5 separate regions of the Mus musculus genome follow, and all the other regions are linked to region 4. A link is a contact called in public ChIA-PET and HiChIP or PLAC-seq data. All regions are on one chromosome and are shown on one strand. The core of a region is the stretch at or near the end of the contact, and the rest is flanking DNA. Distances in the headings are between cores, read along the strand shown. Region 1 holds the start of Arl5c (ADP-ribosylation factor-like 5C). Region 2 holds the start of Rpl19 (ribosomal protein L19). Region 3 holds the start of Cdk12 (cyclin-dependent kinase 12). Region 4 holds the start of Nr1d1 (nuclear receptor subfamily 1, group D, member 1). Region 5 holds the start of Fbxl20 (F-box and leucine-rich repeat protein 20).

What was found. ChIA-PET counts read pairs in DNA pulled down with a chosen protein or histone mark. HiChIP or PLAC-seq counts read pairs in DNA pulled down with a chosen protein or histone mark.
Region 1: a contact with region 4 is called in an RNA polymerase II ChIA-PET map of memory CD8 T cells, with 12 read pairs. The contact joins the promoter of Arl5c here to the promoter of Nr1d1 in region 4. A contact is called at or near these places in 3 of 39 promoter capture datasets (the C10 cell line, hippocampal neurons and pre-B cells), 2 of 115 datasets of contacts at active chromatin or transcription factors (large pre-B cells and memory CD8 T cells) and 1 of 9 other capture datasets (liver).
Region 2: a contact with region 4 is called in an H3K27ac HiChIP or PLAC-seq map of microglia, with 5 times the contacts expected there. The contact joins the promoter of Rpl19 here to the promoter of Nr1d1 in region 4. A contact is called at or near these places in 1 of 39 promoter capture datasets (hippocampal neurons), 1 of 15 datasets of contacts at CTCF or cohesin (large pre-B cells), 1 of 484 Hi-C or Micro-C datasets (embryonic stem cells), 3 of 115 datasets of contacts at active chromatin or transcription factors (large pre-B cells, memory CD8 T cells and microglia) and 1 of 9 other capture datasets (liver).
Region 3: an H3K27ac HiChIP or PLAC-seq map of extraembryonic endoderm stem cells shows a contact between it and region 4. The contact joins the promoter of Cdk12 here to the promoter of Nr1d1 in region 4. A contact is called at or near these places in 2 of 39 promoter capture datasets (cranial neural crest and pre-B cells) and 4 of 115 datasets of contacts at active chromatin or transcription factors (bone marrow-derived macrophages, embryonic stem cells, extraembryonic endoderm stem cells and 1 more).
Region 5: an RNA polymerase II ChIA-PET map of memory CD8 T cells shows a contact between it and region 4, with 11 read pairs. The contact joins the promoter of Fbxl20 here to the promoter of Nr1d1 in region 4. A contact is called at or near these places in 2 of 115 datasets of contacts at active chromatin or transcription factors (memory CD8 T cells and pancreatic cancer cells).

What each region holds. Positions count from the first base shown.
Region 1 is chr11:97,994,900-97,997,599 of GRCm38.p6, reverse strand. It overlaps Arl5c (ADP-ribosylation factor-like 5C), which reads left to right and starts at 1,427. Exons shown (of 6, transcript NM_207231.1): 1 at 1,427-1,782; 2 at 2,473-2,533. The coding sequence starts at 1,737.
Region 2 is chr11:98,025,549-98,028,248 of GRCm38.p6, reverse strand. It overlaps Rpl19 (ribosomal protein L19), which reads right to left and starts at 1,325. Exons shown (of 6, transcript NM_009078.2): 1 at 1,259-1,325; 2 at 320-426. The coding sequence starts at 1,263.
Region 3 is chr11:98,201,946-98,204,645 of GRCm38.p6, reverse strand. Cdk12 (cyclin-dependent kinase 12) reads right to left here and starts at 1,341. Exons shown (of 14, transcript NM_001109626.1): 1 at 236-1,341. The coding sequence starts at 1,278. It overlaps Gm38963 (a long non-coding RNA gene), which reads left to right and starts at 2,016. Exons shown (of 4, transcript XR_880193.2): 1 at 2,016-2,115.
Region 4 is chr11:98,774,119-98,776,818 of GRCm38.p6, reverse strand. It overlaps Nr1d1 (nuclear receptor subfamily 1, group D, member 1), which reads left to right and starts at 1,442. Exons shown (of 8, transcript NM_145434.4): 1 at 1,442-2,101. The coding sequence starts at 2,071. It overlaps Gm31862 (a long non-coding RNA gene), which reads right to left and starts at 1,408. Exons shown (of 4, transcript XR_880204.3): 1 at 1,005-1,408; 2 at 1-180.
Region 5 is chr11:98,148,364-98,151,063 of GRCm38.p6, reverse strand. It overlaps Fbxl20 (F-box and leucine-rich repeat protein 20), which reads left to right and starts at 1,448. Exons shown (of 15, transcript NM_028149.1): 1 at 1,448-1,748. The coding sequence starts at 1,707.

The DNA of each region.
Region 1 (2,700 bases), core at 178-2,677, 780 kb after region 4:
TCTGGGACTCCAGCCAAAGGTCAACGTGCCTTTTTTCACTTCTCTTTAGATTTTTTTCTGGGTTTCTCCCAGGTTGTGAAATTCACAAACAACACATTGGTTTTTTTTCTCCCTCTTCCTGCTGGGGCTGCTACTTTCCTCGTGACCCACAAACCCACTGTTGGGTCTACCTGCTGCTGGAGCCTGTGAGGCCAGAAGGCCACTCAGAAGTTTGAGGCAGGAGGATTGCTGGAGTTCAGGAGTTTAAAGCCAGCCAGGGTGACAGATTATATATTTAGGTCCTCTGAAAATAACAAACAAATCAACAAATAAAAAGACTTTTCCCTCTGCTGAGAGAGACTGGCTGGTTTAGATTGTAAAAGACAATCTCACTATGTAGCCCAGGCTCGGTATTTATTGTTTCATTTCCTTTGGAATGGGGAAGGGGCATGGAACTCACTCTGTAGACCAGGCTGGCCTCAAACTCAGAGATCCACCTGCTTCTGTCTCCCAAATGCTGGGATTAAAGGTGTGTGCCACCATGCCCAGCAATCATGGTGATTTAAATTTTTTATTTTTATTACTTTTAATTATATATTGGTGTGTGCATTTGCATGTGGGTATTGCACAGAGTGCAGAAGCCAGAAGCAACAAGTTCCCTGGACCCAGAGTTAATAGAGAGTCCTTATCTGTCTATGGTGGCTGCTGGGAACAGAACTTGGTCCTCTGGAAGAGCAACACGTGCTCTTAACTGCTGAACCATCTCCTCAGACTGTGGCCTGCAGGTTGCATGCAATTGCATGTAGCTAAGGATAGCTGTGAATGCCATCTAACACAAAATGGGAAAAATTACAATACTATGTAATTAGGGGCTAGAGAGAGGGCTCAACAGTTAAAAGCACTTGCTGCTCTTTAAGAGGACCTGAGTTGGGTTTCCAGTATCCAAGCTAGGATCTGAGTACCTCGTCTGGCTTCCAAAGGTATACATGTATTTAAACATATGGCATGTGGTTCAGCGTGCGTGCACGTGAAAACACACACACACACACACACACACACACAAAATCTTAAAATGCTGGGCTTGGTGGCACACACCTTTAATCCCAGCACTCAGGAGGCAGAGGCAGGTGGATCTCTGATGTTGGAGTCCAGTCTGGTCTACAGAGAGTTCTAGGACTGTCAGGGCTACACAGAGAAACCCTGTCTCAAAAAACAAAAACAAACAAGCAAACAAAAAGTTTTAAAAAATTACTAGATTGGATTAGCAAAACATTTTGAGATTCTTTGTTGTTTGTTTTGTAACTGAGTTGCAGGGTTCTTCAGTCTGAACTTTGTAGATGAGGATGCTGTGTCTCAATGTGAGAAAGCTGGACCGCCCTTGGAGGGTTTCCCCCCAGCGGTGGCTTTTGGAGAGGAAGAGCAGACATTTTGCACATTGCTCACTCTACTCGCAACACTAAAGCAGATAGTTCCAACTTCAGTTTTCTCAGGGTAAAGAGGACTCTGGGATTTTCCTTGCACTTTCCTGCCCCTAGACAAATACCTAGTCTTCGTGGTGACGCCACTCAGACCCTCAGCACCGAGAAAGAGCCAGCGTCCGGTGGGATTCCCAGGTCTCGAGGGTGACGCTTGGGGTTCCGCACATTTGATAGGAGCAGCGGGTCTGGCCCTCCCCCAGGCAGGGCTTTGAAGATTTGGGGCCAGACTCTGGTCCTGGAGGCTGCTGAGCCCCGCCCGCCCCCAGCTCCGGGAGTGCCATGGGACAGCTGATAGCCAAGCTGATGCGAATCTTTGGGAGTCAGGGTAAGCGGCGCACCGGGCAGCCCAGTGACCTCTTTGATTCCGCTGTCTTCTGGGGCTCTTGGGATTTTGGAGTCGTCCGTGAAGACTGACTGGGAACCTTGCGCTGCTAGAGTTGGATTTGTGCACTCCCATACTCTCCATGGCCTCCTGCCTGCTCTCCTCCCACAAGCCCCCCGCCCCCCACCTTGACCCCGCGCTTCAGTGTGCCCAGTGCACAGGGGTGGGAGAGCCTTCTGCCTCTGACCCCACCACCCAGCTGAGCTGTGTGCGACCCTGAGGGCCCCCAAAGTCAATTTCCTGAGATTGTGATTTAGAGCCCAGTGTGCTTCGGACCCTTTAGACGATCGCTGTCTAGAAATGTAGACGGAGGTGGGGTAGGGGGTCAGGAGGGGTGCAGGGGTCCGGTCCGATGGCAAGTGAAACGGTACAGTCTTCGACAGAGGTCCCCCGGACCGCGTTTCTCTGAGCATCCTAGGAAATTGGGGGGGGGGGCGCACACAGAAAGCTGAGATACCGAGCTTTAGCTCGGAGATTGCCAAGGGATGTGTGGAGCCGGGAGAGAAGGCATCCATTCATCCAGACAAGAGCAGAGGGTGAGGAAGAGGCCAGGACGAGAAGCCTACTAGGGACACCCACGCCCGCAGTCGTCCGGGTTGGCTCTGACCTTGCCCTTCCCCTGGATGCCTCCAGAGCACAAAGTCATTATCGTGGGACTGGACAATGCAGGGAAGACCACCATTCTCTACCAGTTGTAAGTAACTACTGGGTGGATAGAGTGGGCTGGGCCTCACACTAGACTGATAGTCATTTGCACCAATCACCAGAGCCCTTCCCTGGGTTAGTGGGTAGTTGTAGACAAGAAGTGATGGGAAGACGCTGGTATGACCTTCCTGATTTAGTGGCTGCTGGCCTGGATTT
Region 2 (2,700 bases), core at 76-2,575, 750 kb after region 4:
ATACTTATTTTAAAAAGAACATTTACCTCGTAAATATTTCATAGCATATTGGTGTATCTGAAATGCAGTTTAACAAAGTACTTGGTCTGATACTAACAAGGCTTGCTTCTGTCTTGAAACCTCATCCAACATCCTCCAGTCTTTAAATATCAAAAACTTCCACGGGACATAAAATACTCACTTTACTCATAAATTATTAATGTAACACGAGATGGTTGCACCCTATAAACTATTTCTATATACAATGATATATGTATAAGACATACATACTTATCTCCTTATAGGTAGATAGTGAGTGAGGGTGACAGATCATACTCACGGGAGTTGGCATTGGCGATTTCATTGGTCTCATTGGGATCCAACCAGACCTTCTTTTTCCCGCAGCGGAGGACACTAGAGGCAAGCCTCTTCTGTAGCCTGAGCATACTGGGTACACAGAAAGCACTAGTAAGCCCTGGAAGCGACATCTGAACAACAACAAACACTCCAAGCAAAATCTTCCCTCTAAAATATACACCAGTATGCATACATTTCTATTAAGGGCAAACACACCCCCTAGACCTAAAATTTTTGCCACCCCTTCCTGTCCTCTAATAACTATTTCCAAAGCAAGGCCTTAAATCCAAACCAAGAAAGACCTGGGCAATGAACGTGGCCAAAGTGGCCAGCCATTTGAGATCTGGGGTGGGGGGAAGGGGTGCTTAAGCTCTTCCGGGTACTTGGCTCGGTGAAGACTTTAATGTTAAGGATCAGACACGAATTGATCAGACTCGACTGTGACGCAGCCTGTTTACCCAGAACAGGCGAGGCTCTTTGCTTTCTGGGCTCTTTTTCACGTTAATAAACCTCGTCCAGCCGTTCGGGCGGAAGCCGACCCGGCACCTCATCCTCCGCACTCGGAGGCCTGGCCTTGCCCGAGACTTGTCCCACGTTACATGGTAGGGGTCTGTTGGGCTCCGGCGAGCCGAGGAGCCACTCAGGGCCCTGTCGCCGCTGCTCTCCCCGCGCCCTGCCTCACAACGCGTGACAGGCAGAGAGCGGCGCCCGCGGGAGATCTTCGGGCCTCGGCGTCCCGCGTTCCACCCTCCCTAGGCCCAGGCCGTGCGCGCTCTCCGCGCTCCGGGTGCGGCCGCACCACGCTCGCCTCCCCTCTCCCCTCTGCCATCCGGGGTCCCGGCCCCGATCCCTGCCAAGCCTTGCCGGCCCCGTCGGCCCCGTCGACCTCATCGGCCAAGAACCGAGAGCCGGGCCCGCTCACCTCATGGCTGCGGCCGCAGCAGCGAAAGGAAAGAGCTTGTGGGCCGCAGGCTCCGCCCATTATCTGCGAAGGGGAGAGCCCAAGCCCCACTCCATGATTGTCTGTATTTACGCTACGCTATTTCACCTTATTTCATCTCACACTAATTTGTTTTCTTCCTAAAAAATCGTGATCCTAGATACTGGAGATCGAGAATCAGTTTTAAACTGTAAAACACAAAAGACCTACCCCTTTCGTCGGGCAAAATGGTTCAGTCCGACTCCGCGGCGCACATGCGCAGTGAGGGCGTTTGGTCACGTGGTCCTCTGGGTAGCCGGAAGTCACGCTAAGTCGCGCAGGCGGCGTGAGGAGGGTTTGGCCTGGACGGCCTGGTCTTCGCGGAGGGCTAGCGGTCTGTGAAAGGTTTCTAGATTAGCTGGGAGAAAAGGAGCGAAGGGAGTGTTAGAGAATAAGGACGGCGGAGAGCCAGCGGACACTACCCCGCTTTCGCTCCCAGAGAGTAGTAGCTCGCGCGCAGGCAAAAACCAAGAGATTTTTCTCAGTGCCCCCGCAGATCCCTATCTCTGGATGCTTCCATTTCAATCTCCATTGTAGTCTGAACCTAAGCCTCGTATTTCTGTCATCCACTTGTGAAAATCATATGCATCTACTATTACAAAAAAGGCGTTAGCACAAGCAAGCGGAACCAATCTCGTTTGGCTCAATCTGCACTGTAGCAAGTCCGTGTGAGGAGACCCTACATTGACTAAACGAAGGGTTGTCAGAACAAAAAAGGACGAATGGCTTTGGAGACCTCTGACTGAAAACCCAAAGAGAATGTTCTGGGGGCCAAAAGTTCAAATATCTGGAGCTCCGGAGCGGAGCAGCTGGCTTACTCCCTTAATCCTGTCAGGAAATGATATGGACCCAAATTTAAGGTGGTCCAGGCAATCTGGGCTACAGAATAAGACCCCAGTACTTGGGAGGCAGAAGGATCAGAATTTCAAGGCCACCCTTAGCGACATATGGAGTTCAAGGCCAGCCCGGATATTGGGAGCCCCGATTAAAAAACAAACCCAAAAACCAGGGAGTGGGACTAGAGATGGCACAGGCTTGTGCGTTTGCAATGGATTGCAGTTGGATTCCCAACATCCATATCTGCCTGTAAACATTCAGAACTGTCAGTAACTCCTTGCTACCTGGTGCCCTGTGCCAGTCTCATGCGCTGGCACAGTGAGGTAGAGCAGATATGATGGCATGCATGGATATGCACATAAATAAAAATAACCCTGTTTTTTAAAAGTCCTAGACCCAAGCTGGGTATTGTAGTATGTACCAGCACTCAGGAGGCAAAGGCAGGTGGATCTCTGTGAGTTTGAGAACAGCCTGGTCTAGATCAGGGTTCTGGTCCTCTTGCTTACTTGAATCAAGAGTCTTTCTTTTTCTCTGCTTGTTTTTGAGAC
Region 3 (2,700 bases), core at 92-2,591, 570 kb after region 4:
GTAGAAGCAAGTTCTCACAGCTGAAAGTTCTCCATTACTGCAAAGTACCTTACCTACCTTGCTTGAATAGTTGGAGGCACTTGGAATGTTTACTTCTCAATTGGGCGAGGGGAAAGCCAAACTTACCTAAATGACTTGTCAAAGAAGAACACTGAAAGCTTTAACAAAATGTTAAAGACTCATTTTCAATTCCTCCCAACCGACCCTACCTTAGGAAGGACAGACAACAGCTCACCTGGGGAGTGGACTCCGACTCAGAGACCTCTTGCTCAGGAAAGGGCTGCTTGATCGCCTTCGGCCATAGGGGCTGGGTGATCTCCCGCTGTAAGAGCCGCTCCTTTCATAGCTGGAGGACCGTCTCCGGCTATAGGGACTCACAGACCTCTGTCGTCGGCTGTAAGGACTGGGTGACCGAGTGCTGGACTGGTAAGCAGAAGGCTCTTTGTAAGGTGGGCTGATTGACTGCCTTCTTGAGGTACTTCCAGGACTCTTCTTGTAGGAGTCATAGTTGCTAGAAGTGTGAGACCTTGGGGGGCTAAGATCGTAGTCTTGGCCATAAGAAGCTCCGGAAGGGCTGTCATCTTGCTTGGAACTGTCAGACCATTTCCTATGGGGACTCCTGGATCTCCGTTTAGGGCTAGCCACGGTTTTGTAACTTTTGGGTGTTTCCCTTTTCCGATGACTTTTACTCCGGTCCTTGTATCCAGACTTTAACTCTCGCTCTTTGCGGGTCTTCTCCTTGTGCATTTTGGACGACCTGGATTCCTTGCTGCCGCTTTTGGATAGCTGGGCCTTCCCATAATCATCACTCCCCTCCACGGACCGTTTGGAACTGCCCGATACCCGGTCCTTCATAGATCCAGATTTGGAGACTTCCTGATTTTTTTCCTTTTCCGTCTGTTTAGTTTTTAGCAAGTCTCGGGACCGCCGGTGCTGGTGGTGACGATGTCGGTGCAGGCGATCGCTCCGATCCGTTCCCCGACGTTCCTCGTTCTCCCTCCGGTCTGATTTGAAGGCCGTGTCATCGGAGAAGGTGTCTGAATCAGAGCTGATGTCATCGTACTCCACCAGTGGTTTGATTATGGTACCCAAAGATGCCGCTTCGGGGGTCACCAGCCCCACGTCTTTGGAGTGCTTGGACTTATGCCGCTTGTGCTTCGACACCAAGCGGTGACGCTCCCTGCTGTTGGAGCTGCCACCTCCCGATGACGGCTGCGAAGTTCCAGAAGCTCCTCCGCTCCCGTCCTTCTTGCCCCCATGTCTCTCGGAATTGGGCATTCCCTTTCCCCGGGCCTGAAGCAGGGGAAAAAGTTCCCCGGCGCTCCAAAAAGCCCCACCCTCCCCCCCAGCCCCGACTCCACGCCCCCCGAAGAGCCCCTAGACGGGGGTGGGGAGGGCAGGGACCGCAGGCGAGGCTCCTCCTCCCTCTCGCCGCCTCAGCGCCCTCCTACATGAGGTGGGGGGTGAAGGAGAGAGGGAAGAAACCAAGAGTTCCTCGGCACGGGAGGAGCGCGACGCCGGGAGCTGCTCGAGTCCGCCCCTCACGGCCGCCCACCCCCGCCGAGCCGATATTCGGGCCCGCGAGCCCTGGCGCTCAAGGAAGTAGGAAGGCGTCCGCCGGAGCCTGTGGGGCCGACGGCGGCTCTGGAGCCCCGGGAGGACTACGCAGGCCCTTCCCCTACCCGGTCGCCCGGCTCGGGGCGGCTGGCTTCCTGTCGCCAGGCCTCCGCGGCCTAGGTTGCCTCAGCTCCCCCCCTTTGTCCCTCGTGCCTGAGGGAGCCCCCTTCGCTAGCCTCCGCCTCACACCGACACCTCACAGCCACATCTCACTCCCTCGCCCAGACTCACTCACACACTAGATTAAACCGAAACGGCACTAGAGGGGGAGGGGGAGGGGCGAATGCCGCAAGTATCGCGAGACTCCGCTGGACTCCCGCGATACTTGGCGCTTCCCTTTTCACCTCGACACATTCCTTCACCAGAAAACGCGAGAACGGGACCCAAGCCGCAAACGCAGCCCGTTAGATTCTCGCGATACTTTTCCAACTCCCCCTTTTGGGGGGCTTTATAGGAGCGGAAGTTGCGGAGATTACCTTTAAAATTTAAACCTAAATGGTAATTCTTTGATTAAATATCCCCAGGTTCCGGTGGGGATGGGTCTTAGCACAGCTTGTAAGAAGTCTTTTGATTTAATAGGGTTTAAAAAAAAAAAAAAAAACAAGGGACAAGTGAACATTGGGGACATTACAGCGCAAGTTTGAATATTGGGGATTCTGGTAGGGCTTGGGTTTCTGAGACAGGGTTTCTCTGAGTAGCCTTGGCTGTCCTGGAACTCACTCTGTAGACCAGGCTGGCCTCGAACTCAGAAATCCGCCTGCCTCTGCCTCCGGAGTGCTGCGATTAAGGGCATGGAGCACGCACCACCACCGCCCTGCTTTAAGTCTGAATGTGCAAACAACGCTTGGTACTGCGGAATTTGCTGAGTTTAGGCGTTTTGCATTCATTTTCTCTGCCCTCACACCCATGGGACACTGTCCTCATTGCGAATTTACAGGCAAGGACTCCCGGATTCAGGGGGGCTAGTCAGTAGAAAGGTTAGAGTGCCAAAGTTGGGGGAAATGTCAGGATGTCTTACAGCACGTTCTTAGTAACCCAGGCTGGACTCCCAGTTGTGGCTATTCAGCCTCAGCCGTTTCTCGA
Region 4 (2,700 bases), core at 193-2,692:
ACCTTAACATTCAGCTTTCTTTCTCCTTGGTACCCCTAATTCCAGCTTTGAGGGTCTCATGTTGTTTAAGTCTCAAATCACTGAGCTCAAAGTGGTCCTCCTGGCTCAGTTTCCCCGTATGCTTTTCTCTGACTCCAAGGTAGCTTGCTTCCCAGGATTCCCAGAACTCTCTGGAGCTTCCTAAGTGCAAGTAGAGAAAGACTTAAGGTTAAAAAAAAAAAAAAAAAAGCACCCCCCCTCCATCCCCAAGTGTAGAGATTACAGAGGACTTGGAGATAGGAGCAGGGTGGCTGGGGCTTACTCGACTGCTTGAAGATACGTGTCCATCTCTCTTTACAACCCAAGCCCCAGAGAACAGACCCCTTCCCCCAGGCCTCTGTGTTTCTCACTCCTGAGATGACTGCTGCTCTGAGAGAGATGCTAAGTGCTTCATGTGCTCATTTATCCGCCATCTCAGGGACGGGACGGTCACAAGAAATAAGCAGTGAATGCCTGACCTTGAGCCAGTCCCTGAGATGGCGGTCCCTTTTCTTCTTCAGTAAGAGGAGGGAAGATCCTCACTCCCTCCTCGCTTAGTAGGAGCTTGCTTTGCAGCTCAAGTCAGCTTCAAATTCACGACAGTCCTCCTACCTCAGCCTCTCAAGGACGGTGATTGCAGGCACGAGCCACTACACCCTGCCAATTCGGGGAGTTGAGGGGTGGGAGTTAAATGATCCTCATGTTCTCCCTAAACTGTGGGCTTCTTCTGCTATCATGAAGCCCTGCAGAGAGCAGACCCCCCTCTCTCTATGAGGACCTCAGAGCACTTTCCCTTTGTTCTCCTTTTTATTTCCCAGACAAAGGGAAATGACTCACCCCAAAGTCACTTGAGTGGGCAGTGTGGTGTCATATAAGCAAACAGGGAGTCCCTAGGGATATCCCCGTGCTATGCCAGTCCTACCCGTGGGGGCTGGGGTTAGGGTGAAGAAGAGAAAGGGGTTTTATTTACACTGCTTGTCGCCCACCTTGTCACCATAGCAAAAGATGCTTAAGTTCTTGATTTAAGGGAAATCTCTCCTCCCAGCTTGTCTTTCTCCCCCTAGTCACCACTAACCTCAGGGTGAGGTCAGTTCTCCAATCACGTGAAGCTCTCACGTTTGCTAGGTTTGCAGAAAGGGCCTTTTAGCTTTGATCTTCCACGGAGCAGTAAAGCTTGCCAGGCCCTCCCCAGGAATTCACATGCCCTTGCCATACAAGGCTTTCCAAACACGCCACCCTGACTCTTCAGAAAACCCCACCCCAGTCCACTTTCAGCTCCTCCCCGCTGCCAGCAAGCACTTTTGCAAAGCAGAAAAGGAATAGGCACACTCCACCTACATTGTCAGTAGACTACAAATCCCAACAATCCTGGCGGTGCGCAGGCGCACAGATCTCAACGTGCCGGCTGCTGGAAAAGTGTGTCACTGGGGCACGAGGCGCTCCCTGGAATCACATGGTACCTGCTCCAGTGCCGCGTGCGGCCCGGGAACCCTGGGCTGCTGGCGCCTGCGCAGAGCCCTCTGTCCCAGGGAAAGGCTCGGGCAAAAGGCGGTTGAGATTGGCAGAGTGAAATATTACTGCTGAGGAAACGTAGCAGGGCACACGTCTCTCTTTGCGTCCTGGTGCCTCATTTCTCCATCACCTACTTACTTCCTGGTTGCAGCTTCTCTTCCTTTGGGACTTTTGCACCCGGAGCTCCAGATTCATTACCCTGCTTCACTGCGGAGCCTTCAGGAGTGGCATCCGGTGCACTGCAGAGACCCGACTCTCCTTGCTACCTTATAGCCAGAACTGCTGCAGGCTGATTCTTCACACACACACTCTCTGCTCTTCCCATGCAAATCAGATCTCAGGTGCCTCAGCGTCCTACCCTTCTGGAGGGCTGCAGTATAGCCACCCCAAGACCTTACTGCTCAGTGCCTGGAATCCTGATTGCGAACTGCGGGGCTCACTCGTCTCCCTCAGCCATTGCCCAGGGGGCGAGAGAGGCCATCACAACCTCCAGTTTGTGTCAAGGTCCAGTTTGAATGACCGCTTTCAGCTGGTGAAGACATGACGACCCTGGACTCCAATAACAACACAGGTACTGAGATTCTTATCTTTGCTCTGTCACTGTCTCCATTTCCATCCAAGGCTTATGAGAGGAACTTTGTAAGGGATTGGGGATTCCCTCTGGCTGGTGTTTGTTACTGTGCTAAGATGAAAGCCACTAGGTAAGATTTCTAAAGAGGGTTATTACGGCTGGGAATGTGCCTAAAACGCATCACTAGCACCCCCTGAGTTCCCCTCAGTCCGAGAACGGATGAAATGGAGGGTGGATACCAGTGGCGAGTGGAAGAGTTTAGGGAGACTCAGCATTTTGAAGCAGTCTCTGGACACGTCCCCATTTGCCCACTCCTTGCAGCTATAGTATGCCTGTCTCTTTTCCCTTTTCTACAGTTCTAGCCTACTTCCAGGTAGTCTTGGGAAGTGGGGCGATCCGGGCTGGTGGGTTTGCGTGACTGGGTCAGAGTTCACAGGGGAATCCTCAGCGGCAGTGGGGAGCTTCATTTGAGGAGTCGGGTGCTTGGGACTCATCTCCAGGCAGGGCACCCACAGCGACTTAGCCTGGGGAGGGCTCACATGGCTGCAGAGCCGGGCCCACGTGCTGCATTTGTTTTCATTCAGTAGAAGCCGTGGCCG
Region 5 (2,700 bases), core at 199-2,698, 630 kb after region 4:
ATTTTGCTCTTTTAGTTTTTAAAGAGGACCAGCCTTTCTCTCTTTTTGTACACATTTGCTTATTTCATGTATGTGGGTATACTGTAACACTTTTGCTCTTAAAAGTTCATCTTTTTCAAGTTCTAAAACTAAGTAGAAAAGGTCTGACGACAAACTCGTAATTGCTTTGAGCATAAAATTGGAAGCAGTATTAAGGTCTAATTAGGACGGCTGGGATTTATGGTAGTTTTTAATATTTCAGGTTTGGTACATTTTGTAATGTCTCTGACGGAGCAATTTCACTCTCGGTTGTTTCATAATTCGTGGAAAATAGGTCATAGATTTTGGAAGTCTTGAAGGCTGGAGTTAACAAAAAGATGACAGACTACCTTTTATACTAGGAGCGAAATCCAATGGAAGAGTTTCCTATGGGCAACCGCCCCCGCCTACTCGCTCCTACATGCTTGTTTCTCCCGCCGAAATGGCGTCACGCCGTGGCTCTCACGAACCAGCTCTCCGATTGGAGGGTGAGCAGCCGCTGCAGCCCATTGGGCGCCAGCGGCCGGAGGGGCGGGGACGCCAATGGCCCTTGTGCCTTGCCCGCCCCCACCCGATTGACGCCAGCCCCTCCCCCGGCCCAAGGAATGGGTACTGGGCTGGGGCATTGCACCCCCTGATCCCGAGGTGTAGCCTCGCTGCCAGCTCCTGTGCAGAGCTGGCGCTACGTCCTCCTCTTAGCGCAACCAGCTCCTGCCTTCTGGAGCCTGGCACTGAGAGCCATCCGCCCCGCAGGGGCCCCCCAGGCCTCCCTGCAGCACCCCGTAATGCAATTCACCGGGGTGGGGGAGGCGGCGGCAGCACCTACGGCGGCAGCGGCGGCGGCACTGCCCCAACCTAGAGACGTCTAGAAAGAGGAGGAAAATGGCTCCGAGCAGGGACCGCCTGCTGCACTTTGGGTTCAAGGCGACAGTGAGTGATAGAGGACGGGAGCTGGGTGGTCAGAAAGACGTGGGTGCCAGCTCAGGCCGCCGGGGAAGTGATCAGATCAGAGCTGGGGACCCTAGGCTGAAAGCTCAGGTTCCGCGTGGGTCGCTACGTGCCAGTGAGCCCTCGCAGTGCTGGAGGGGATCCGGTGATGTTCCTGTCCCTGTTCTGCTCTTCTCGCCGGTCCGCGGGCACGCGCGCACTCGCACCCGCCCCACAGCACACACACCGTGCCCCCCCCCCCCACGCCCGCGCGCGCACCGAAGCAGGCGCGCACTTGGGCACTTCCCTGCTTCTCCTTGTCCTGGTGGGCTGGCGCCCGGTCACCCCACGTTCCAGGCGCTCGCGGGCTCACCGTCCGGGGCTGCGCCGGGTGGGGGAGGGGTGGGCTCGCGCCGCCGCCGCCGAGCGCTCCTCCCCTCCCCCGACGTTCCGAGGCCCGGGCGGCTCTGCCCAATGAGGAGCGGCGTTGCTGGCAGGTGGGGAGTGTTTTTGTTTTGGGTTGAAGTTGAGGCTTTGGAGAGGACCGAGCTAGCGACTGGCAGTCGTCGCGGCCGCGGACGCCGCGGGCGGTGGTGGAGGCCCCCGCGGGACTCGAGCGGTCGCTCCTCCGCGTCGGCCGGGCGAGCCTCGCCTTGCTGCCGCCGCCGCCTCCCGCTCCCGGAACTCCGGGGCCTGCCCTGGCCCCTATCTTTGCACTCCGCACGCCGCAGCGCCCTGCCCGGGCCGCACCCGCCGGCCCCATGAGGAGGGACGTGAACGGAGTGACCAAGAGCAGGTTTGAGGTGTGAGCTCGGAGGGGTCTCGGGCGGCGGCGAAGGCCAGCTCTCGCACCCCAAACAGTAGCTCGACCGGAGCCTCCTCCCTTGTGCGGCCCGCCACCCGCCCCCGATGCGGCCGCCGGCGTCCTCCCCTGCTTGCGACCCGCAAGCCCCGCGCACCGGCTTGCCTCGCCTTCCGGGAGGTTCGCCTGCTGCCCCTTCCACCCGCGGGCCCTGGCCGGGATTAGCCCTGGCGCCCTAAATCCCCCCTCCCCCATAACACCCAGCTTCCCATTCTCTGCCCAGCCCTTGGCTAGCCTCCTTCCACCACGCAGTGAAAGCACTCAGTCCCCGACTGGCCAGCGCCTGCTGCCTTCGTGAATCTCCACCCGAGCGGGAATCGATTAGTCCTCGGTGGAAGTAGGAAGTTGGGGGTGGTAGTAAACTGGGACGATAGAGGCGACTGTGGGGTTTTCGTGCTGTTTGGATATTCTAATACTTCCTCTTCCCCGTGTAGTCTAATACTTTTGTGGTTCATTGTTTATTGGGAACTTAGATATCTGTTCCGAGAATGCGAGGAAGGTCTGAGAGCCTTCGGAGAACCCATTCCTGGTTTGTTTTGTTTTGTTTTTTTGTTTTGTCTTAAGTTTGTCCTCTGAAAAGGAGGTTTGTAGTCTTGGAATGGAACCGTACATAGTCAGAAAGATCTTTAAAAGCGAGTTCACGACTGAGAAAGGGATTCCTTTGGGAAGTATCCTAAGTACTGGTGAAATGAAATACAGTAGTTTGGAGATGTGCTGGAGGTTTCATTGGTAGGCCGAGAGACAAAGAAACTTACACAAGAGAAAATGTTACCTGGCCTTTTCTGGCAGAGGCTCAGGCTGACTGACCTGTGCTGGGCCCAGGCTCAGTGTTCATCTCACTTGCTGGCTTCCTGTCTCCTCTCTCTTGTTGTATTTTTAACACCCAGTGTTTC